2 separate regions of the Delphinus delphis genome follow, and region 1 is linked to region 2. The links are chromatin contacts, called in public Hi-C maps. All regions are on one chromosome and are shown on one strand. The core of a region is the stretch at or near the end of the contact, and the rest is flanking DNA. Distances in the headings are between cores, read along the strand shown.

Evidence for each region. A called contact is a pair of places that touch in the nucleus more often than the background predicts.
Region 1: a contact with region 2 is called in a Hi-C map of lung, with 2.2 times the contacts expected there. The contact joins the promoter of DTL here to the promoter of PPP2R5A in region 2. A contact is called at or near these places in 2 of 3 Hi-C or Micro-C datasets (lung and muscle).

The regions. Positions count from the first base shown.
Region 1 is chr1:144,877,775-144,881,870 of mDelDel1.2, forward strand. DTL (denticleless E3 ubiquitin protein ligase homolog) reads right to left here and starts at 1,980. Exons shown (of 16, transcript XM_060009996.1): 1 at 1,864-1,980. The coding sequence starts at 1,915. It overlaps INTS7 (integrator complex subunit 7), which reads left to right and starts at 2,256. Exons shown (of 20, transcript XM_059995085.1): 1 at 2,256-2,464. The coding sequence starts at 2,371.
Region 2 is chr1:144,684,277-144,688,679 of mDelDel1.2, forward strand. PPP2R5A (protein phosphatase 2 regulatory subunit B'alpha) reads right to left here and starts at 1,923. Exons shown (of 13, transcript XM_059995012.1): 1 at 1,023-1,923. The coding sequence starts at 1,206.

The DNA.
Region 1 (4,096 bases), core at 730-3,229, 190 kb after region 2:
ATTTGGGGGCTCGGGGTGGGCTGTCTCAAAACATGCCACAATGGCATATTGATTATTTTGCATTGAAGCTGCTTGAGAAGCAGCTGATGCAAGAAGGAAACTCTGACCTCCCTGTCTCCCTGAAAAGCAGGAAATAAATCTCTTATGAAAGGTGCACTCCTTGCAACTGGAGGTAGAAGGACCCCCTAATACGTCAGAGATAGGGAATTCAGAGCCAAGAAGCGTGTGTAAACAAACCTTGTTACTTCTTTTATTTTACTACCTGAAGCCCAAACTCTGTTTAGATTCTTCACTTAGTAAGCATCCCAAACCTAAGTTTCTTTGTCCTGTCAATTCCTCACAAATTTATTGTTTGTTTATTTTTTTGTCTGACGAGTATAAAAGCTGCCTTGCTTTGGCCATTTCTTAGTCCCATTTCTATGACACCTCCATGTACATGAATTAAAATTTGTTTTTCTCTTGCTAATCTGTCTTGTGTCAATTTTATTAGTCCAGCCATAAATACTCAAGAGGGGTAGAGGGGAAAATTTACCCCTCCCTGATAAGTATTTGTGAATTAGAGGGAAAAGGGAAGTAGACAGAATGTAGAATTAGGAGAAAATCTGTTACAAAATAAAGGCTTCACAGCTTGCTCCAAGTCACACAGATTAAGGAGTGGAGGTGGAATTAAACCTCAGCAAGTTTAACTCCAAAGACAGAGATCATAACTACTATGCTGTACTGACACTCATGACAGAAGACAGAGAAGTATCTTAAGCAAGGTCACAGGAGAGACAGAAAGAGAAGCATTTAGAGTATAATTTAAAGAGGTAAGGATGGTAGGGTTTTAGATTGGAGGCAGGAAGTGGAGGAACTACTCTCCAGTCTCCTTCTCAATATCCTTCTCCTAGACCTATGCCTTAAATACAAAAAGTTCACTTCTCACATTATTTTCTTTCTGTTTTTCACATGGTTTCAAGCGGAAAGACCTAGTCCATCTTTAAATGAATGAGATTTCACCTGCAGCCAAGCTTAGTCTGGTAATAATTCCCTTATCAGAAACTTACCAGAAAGTTTCAGGTTGATGACACCCAAACCTAAGCTCAAAATTCTTATTGCCAATGTTTTAACATAAGGAACTTCAAGAACTGGAGAGAATAAATCAGTTATCTATACACTAACATGGAAGTATTTCCAAGTTTTACCGTTAAAGAAACAAAACATTTTTATCCCATTTCTGTAAATAACAATACTTATTACCTCTGGCATTGAAGAACATTTGGAATAAAATACTTCAGTCTATTAGTAATGGTCATTTCTGGGAAATGTACTTATGGGCATTTTTCGCTCTATAACTACGAGTTTTTATGCTCATGTATTAATCAGGAGGAAAAAATTCTGACCATGCTAGAAGCAGATGTTCTGTCTTCTCTGCTTGACTGAGTTCCTTAACAGCGGGTCATAGTCACCGTTATATATAGCAGAGTAGGGCTCACTAAGGTTCCACAACAAATGAATGAATTAATCAATGAATACGAGTCTTGACGATCTCACATAGCTGTTGAGAAAACCACACATACTCCCATGAACGCGTTTTCCAGTTAATGTGCAAAACAGACATAGCCGTAATGGAGGCCAGTTAACTCAGCGTCCCTCCCTCCGTCAGCCTACACTACAATTGAAAAAATCCCGATTACGACTAAAAGTGTCTCGAGAGCACGAAAGTGCAGCTTTCTTCAGTACTCTTCGCTAACACGAACTCGCTCTGCCTGTGGGAGAACTCGGCGGCTGGGAAACAGAACTGGAGTCGGCGTTGGTCCGAGGTGTTGTTCGGGGGGAGGTGAATCCCGCCGGCAACAGGCAGCGGTTAGGGCCGTTACTCACCATTTCTCGGGACGCCAAACTGGGGCTGGCGGAGTACCGAATTGAAGAGCATCTGGGCCGGAGGAAAACTTTCAACTGAGAGAAAAGCCGTGGAAATGCCCCCCAGATTCAGCAGAAATCTTATGTGGCGTCCCTTAGAACACGACTAGTTATTGCCTCCAACTCCCGCCACCGTAAGCCCCGGCCACCAAACTCCCCGCCAAACTGACGTCACGCCCTCTGATTGGCTCCCGCCGCGGCGTCCGGGCGCGTCCGAGTCACTTCCCCCTTCGAATCCCCGCCTCCTTTTCTCCCAGCCGCGGGAACCTGGAGTTCCTGAGCTCCCTGAGCGCCTGCGCGGGGGGCCGCAGAGGCGCTGGCGAACGGCGGGGAGACCAGAGCGCATGCGTAACACGGCTTGACAGAGCGCGGAGGAAAAATCCGCGAGAAGGTGGTGGAAGAAGATGGCGGTGCTGGGGAAGAGTTTACAATCTTTCTAAATAGGCTAGTCGAGTAACTGTTCGGGTCATGGCGTCAAACTCAACGAAGTCTTTTCTGGCAGATGCCGGCTATGGCGAACAGGAGCTGGATGCTAACTCTGCCCTTATGGAATTAGACAAAGGTATTCGAAAGAGCGGGCTGAGCGGCTGAAACGCATGTGGGGGGAAGTGGCGCCCCCAGGCGGTGGTAGCCTCGTGAGAAGCCGGGAAGGCGCATGCGCCTATCTTCCGTGGGCGGGGGCGGGCGCTGGCGCCAGTGCTTTTGGTGAGTCCAGGGCTTTTGCCGCTTTGCGAGATTGCCGGGAAATTGCAGCGTTGTTAGGTTGGCCTCGTACAGGTGAAAAAGTAGCGAGTGGGGGCCGTTTTGACCACTTGAGGGCACAGTCTCCCGATTTTCCAAGCAGTTTCTAAAAACGATAAATTGAAATTGTGAAATTATTTTTCAGTATGTTCAGTTGAGACCAGGTCTTCACCAAGGGTGCTGAATAATAATCTTGCACCGACTTATAACGATTCATTTAATTTCTGTAATTCTTACCTGCCGGTTATTAGGCAGGTTAAAAATAGGGCCAAGACCATCCGAAAATCAGAGCCCCTGCTCATTCTCTGCAGACGGATTCCACGAGTTCTATTTCCTTACGGGAGTTGGAGTGGTGGGAGCTTGGTGTAGTAGTAGGAGCTTTGGATAGACTGAGTTGAATTCTTATATCGTTCATTTTATGATCCTGGACAGGTCACCTAAGTTAACCTAACCTTGTTTTTTTTCTGTGCAAAGTGGGTAAAGTACCATTGAGCTAGCAAGATTATTGTAAATATTGTGATATAATGGTATGCAAAAGAAGTCTTTATTAAATGCAAAAGAGATTTGCCTTCTTTCTTAGATATGGATATGGGAGGCATGGGCAGATACTTGTCAGTAAAGAACTGAAGTATTAAAATGAAACCTTTGTTTTCAGTGTACTTAAATGATTTTTATTGAATGGGGGAACCATTTTGTCACCTGGTATGCAGTTAATTTTTAATTAACTACAACCAGTGTGTAATATATTAAGAACTAGAGGTTAGAAGGATTTTTCTTAAAGTCCACTTTGAGCCACTTCCCAGCTCTCCGACTTGGACACTATCTTATACTTTTTGGGGACTCTTTATTTTGTTTGTTTTTTAACCTGTAAACATTTACAGCAGGTTCGTCTAGATAAGAGTTTCTCAGACTTTTTAAAAAAGCTTTTAACTCCTTTTGATCAACATAAAAATGCCACAGCACTCCAATGAGATATTCCTTTGGTTGAGTCACAGTATCTTTAGTGCAGGTCCATCAGCCAAGAAAATGATGTTGAGCTTTGATTTCTCAACAAATCTATGAGGACTTTTCCCTCTAAAATATAAAGTCATAACATTAAATGTGGTTTTTTTATAAATTTTATTTTTTTAATTTATTTTTTGTAGTTGAAGTATAGTTGATTTACAATGTTGTGTTAGTTTCAGGTGTACAGTAAAGTGATTCAGTTATACATATACATGTTATCTATTCGTTTTCGGATTCTTTTCCTTTATGGGTTATTATAAAGTATTGAGTATAGTTCCCTGTGCATTCTTTCTTTTTTTAAAAAAATTAATTAATTAATTTACTTTTTGGCTGTGTTGGGTCTTCGTTTCTGTGCAAGGGCTTTCTCTAGTTGTGGCAAGCAGGGGCCACTCTTCATCGCGGTGCGCGGGCCTCTCACTATCGCGGCCTCTCTTGTTGCATAGCACAG
Region 2 (4,403 bases), core at 673-3,172:
GCCTATCTCATAAAAAGCAAAGACATTAAAATTATAAAATTAAAAGGTAGTAATCCACAAAGAATAAACTAGAACACCAGGAACCAATTTCTTTCTTTCTTTCTTTCTTTTTTTAATCCTCTAAACCTAGTGGGAAAAAGCAGTGAGCCAAAAGGAGTGCCAAGTTCTCCTGCAAGGCATTGACACGGATACCAATCTGAATTACTGTACAAACCTACAAAGTCCCTGGAATCACTGCTTGGCGAACTAAGTTCCCATTCCATTGCAAAGCGACACTATCTATCCCTTAACACCTCTCCAAGTTTACCGTGGTATCTTCTAAGACGATAAAGTAGTTTAAGTTTTTCTATTCTTTGGGCTAAAGGGAACATTTAAATCTAATGACCCAGTAAGTAAGACACTACACTGGTCAGATTTTTTAGGCTTTTTCTATCTAAAGGCCAGGTAACTCCTAACTCCTATCTAAAGGCCAGGTAACTCCTAACCGGTGTGTGCATTAGGATTCCCGGTCTGTAAGACTCTTAGGAACCATCAATGGGAAGGAAAGTTAGGGAGAGAGTGCGTACAGGCGCTTTATAATTGGAAAAGTAAAGGATTGGCTAAGAGTGGCCGAAAAGAGGAGGCAGGTCTCAGAAAGGGAAGGTCGGAACGTAAGACAGGTTGTTAAAGCAAGATGGGGACGGGCAAGGCTCGGGGAAGAAGAGTGAAGCACTCTACCCCTCGGGCCGCAAGAGGAGAGCTCCAGTCGCAAGGGCAGGTAAAAGAGCGCGCAGGTGGGGAGGGGTGCCTACCTCCTCCAAGACCGGAAGAGCTGAGGTGAACCCAGAAGTGAGAAAAGCAAGGCTCTTAACAGCAAACCTGTTTGAATCAAAGGGGGTGGGAGGACGCCAAGGAAGCATGGGGAACGCGACTCACACACTCCGAGCCCCAGCTGGGCAGAAAAAACCCCCAGAAAGAAATGACTCTGGCGGCGCGGAGGCGAGCCCCCACGTTCCTCCCCGGGCTGCGCCCTCGGAGGTTACCTTTGAGCTGGGGCAAGGGGTGCAGCTCCGGCTGGCTGCCCTGGCTGCGGAACTGCGACGAGCCCTGCGAGCGCTTCTGCCTCTGCGCTTTGCGCACCGATTTCCGGGTGAAGCCGTCCACTTTCTCCGAGGCCGAGATGGCGGCGCTGGCAGCCCCCGCCGGCGGCGGCGACGACGACGACATCACCACGGCCCTGGTGCTTGGCAGCTCCGGCTGCTGCTTGCACGGAACGGGCAGCAGCAGGAGGAGGAGGCGGGGGAGAGGCGCCGAGAGCTCGCGCCCCTCCGCCCCGTTCCCCCGGCCGCACTGCCCTCCCGCTCCCGGGCGCCGCCGAGCTTCTCCTCGCCGCCCACCGACGCCTCACGGCCACATCTCAGTGCCGGAGGTTCCTGGTCCCCGACGCGCGGCGAGCTCCCGGGGCTGACGGAGGCGAGGGCGGGGGTAGAGGGGGGGTGAAGAAGTTGTTGACTCCGAGTTCGGAGGGCTGGTGGACGGGAGCCCGAAGTTTAGACAACTGAGGCGAGGACGCTGGGGTGCGGACGTCGAACGCGCCTCTCGTCCCTGCAGCCTGGGTCGCCAGCCGGCCGGCCCGCCAGCACCTCAGTGGCCGCAGCTAGCGCAGCCCGCCCTGCCTGGAGCCTCCTCCCGAGGCGCTGCCATCGCGGGTCCCCTCCGAGCCGCTGTCGCCACCGCCGCGGTGTCCGCTCTTCCCTGTCAGCGCCGACCCCTCATCTCCCGGGGCGGTGAACCGCCGCCCCGGCCCTGGGCGCGCACACACACTCGCTCCTCGAAGCGCCGAGCAGTCCGAACCCCCTCCCCCACGCGCCCTTCCGCAGCCCACAGAGAACCCCTGGCGGGCGACCGCTACAACTTGAGAAGGTGCTGGGTAGAGGCAAGGGGGGAGTGTGAGTGCGTGTGCGCGCGCGCGCTAGGGCGCGCGGCCAGGGGGAGGGACCGCGCGGGGGATGGGGAGGGAGGAGATTGACTGACAACTTCCGCGGGGTCCCGCCAGCCTCTCGGAGGCCCGGGAAGGAGTAGGGGGTGGGAAAGCACGCCAGCTCTCTCAGCCAATCGCAGGGCTAAGCGGCAGCAACGGGGTGAAGCTTGGCCTCCTGCAAGGGCTATCAAACTGGGAGGTGAGGCAGAGGAATGGGGCGTGGTTGTATGACGGACCTCGGCTACAGCCAATCGTTAGTGAGGATGACAAGCGGAGTGCCACTCTCACGTCAGAACAGTGTAACTAACTCTCTAATGATTGAGGGGAGGTGCGCCTCCACCAGCGATCAGCTTTGCACGCCTGCGCGACAGCTCCAGGCTATAATTGCGCTCCTGACAGCCTATGAGAAGACCGGGAAACTAGAGGAGGGAGTTTAGAGAACAAAATAGACTGTGCCCATCCTTTCCTCCCCTCTCTACTGGCCAATGAGGAACTGAAGCGACTGGTGGAGAGCTTGAGGGCTGGGGCGCGAAAGAGAGCCAGGTGTTACATCACTGAAAAGGGGTGGAGCAAAGGCCTGGTAGGGGGTGGAACAAGCAGTGTGATCGATGGCTGAAGTAGTCCCACGGAGGAAGACGAGGAAATGAACTTGTCCAATCAGAGCGAGGTGCTGGCCTCTGTGGGCGGGCCTTGGAGCCTCGCCTGCCCTAAGCCGCGCACTTGGAAGTTAACGGGATAAATTTATAGCTCTCTGGTGGCTCTAGCACTGCACTTCCTGAGAGCTGTTCTAGCGCGAGTTTGGGCAGTCTGGCGTACACTACTGAAAAGAGTTTCCCAGATCCACACCCTGCAGGAAGAGATTTATCATTTCCAATTTAGTATCCTACTAATTTTCACTCTTCTTCAGCCGGAGGCCTTCAGCTGCTCCAACAGGAAGAGTACAAATTGGCTGATCTGTGGTTTGTGGATTTGAGGGCTTGCCATTTACTCTTACTGGGATCCCCTGTAGATTCCATCCAGATTTTAAACTTTTTAAGGACAGGGACTACTGGTCATCTTAGTTTTTTTGTGTGGCGCTTTCTGTATAATGATGCTTAATAAAAATAAGTGAGCTGAACAGTCTGTCTTCTCTGCGGCTTGGCGGACCCCAATCTCCATTTCTCTTCCACGAGCCCCAGACCTCTTCCTTTCGACAAAATTAAAATGGTTGCCATATATTTAAGCAAAACTATCTGATGCATATGTACCGAAGATGCCAACTTTGGGTAGGAAGTTGGATTCCAGATCTAAAACCAAACACTACTTTAAAATACTTCCTTCCTTACATTCACTGAGTGGTGAAATCGTACACAAGCCTCCTAGTCAAGGAGGTTCAAACCTCAGCAGCGTCTTTGAGACCTTCCTCATCAAATCAAGTTCCAGATCGTGTTGAGTCTACCTTCACAAACGTTCAAACCAAGCCTTCCTTACAATTTGCACAACCAACCCACCAAATATAGTTCAGGGCTTTCAAAGTCACTGCCAGATCAGTCTTTTTAAATGCCAAATTTTCTTATTGGCATGTGTGAAGAACCATCCAGTACCTACAGAATAAAGTCCCAATTCCAGGCTCTTCTCAATCTAACTCGTGGCTGTCTTTCCAGGCATAAATCGTGCCATGTCCCTACACAAACTCTTTTTCAATATAGACACATCATTCTACACACTGATACCCTAAAAGTATAGTGCTTCCTTGACCCTCAGCTCCAACATCTTGAAATAATCCACTTTTTTCCCCATCTTGTTGAGACCTAATTGTTTTTCCTAACCCTAGCTCAACCCCTATCTTTTATGAAGCCATTCATGATAATCTGGCCAAAAGGGATGCCTTTCTTCTTTGCATTCCTATAGCATTTATTATCTATAACACTCACAGGGTCTGTCATCATATAATGTCAGAGATGGCAGGCACTCTGCTCTTTCTCCCCTGGAAGTCTGTAAACACTAAGAGAGCAAGAACTCAGTTATTTTATACCTATGTATCTTTTACTGAACAAAGGATAGATATGCAGTATGTAACAGTCTAATTTTTAGTTCTCAACAACAAGGTTTCTGAAAGCATGATCATTGGATCGCCTGCATCAAAATCCTCTGAGGTGCTTACTTAAAATGCAGATTCCTGGACCTTACCCCAGACACACAGAATCAGAACCTACGGGAAAAACACTGAGAAATCTACTTTTAATAAGCTCCCTAGGTCATACTTATGCACACAAAAGTTTGAAACTACTATTATCTAGTCACCTGGATTTTATTTAGAATAGATTATAAATGTCTAAAAGTCAAGGGTAGTACTATTTATAATAAAGAGCATTTACATAGGATAAGAAGGGGAAATAAATAGCAGAGCACACCAATAAAGCTAAAATTCATACTGGAATATGATAGATAATAAATAATGGAA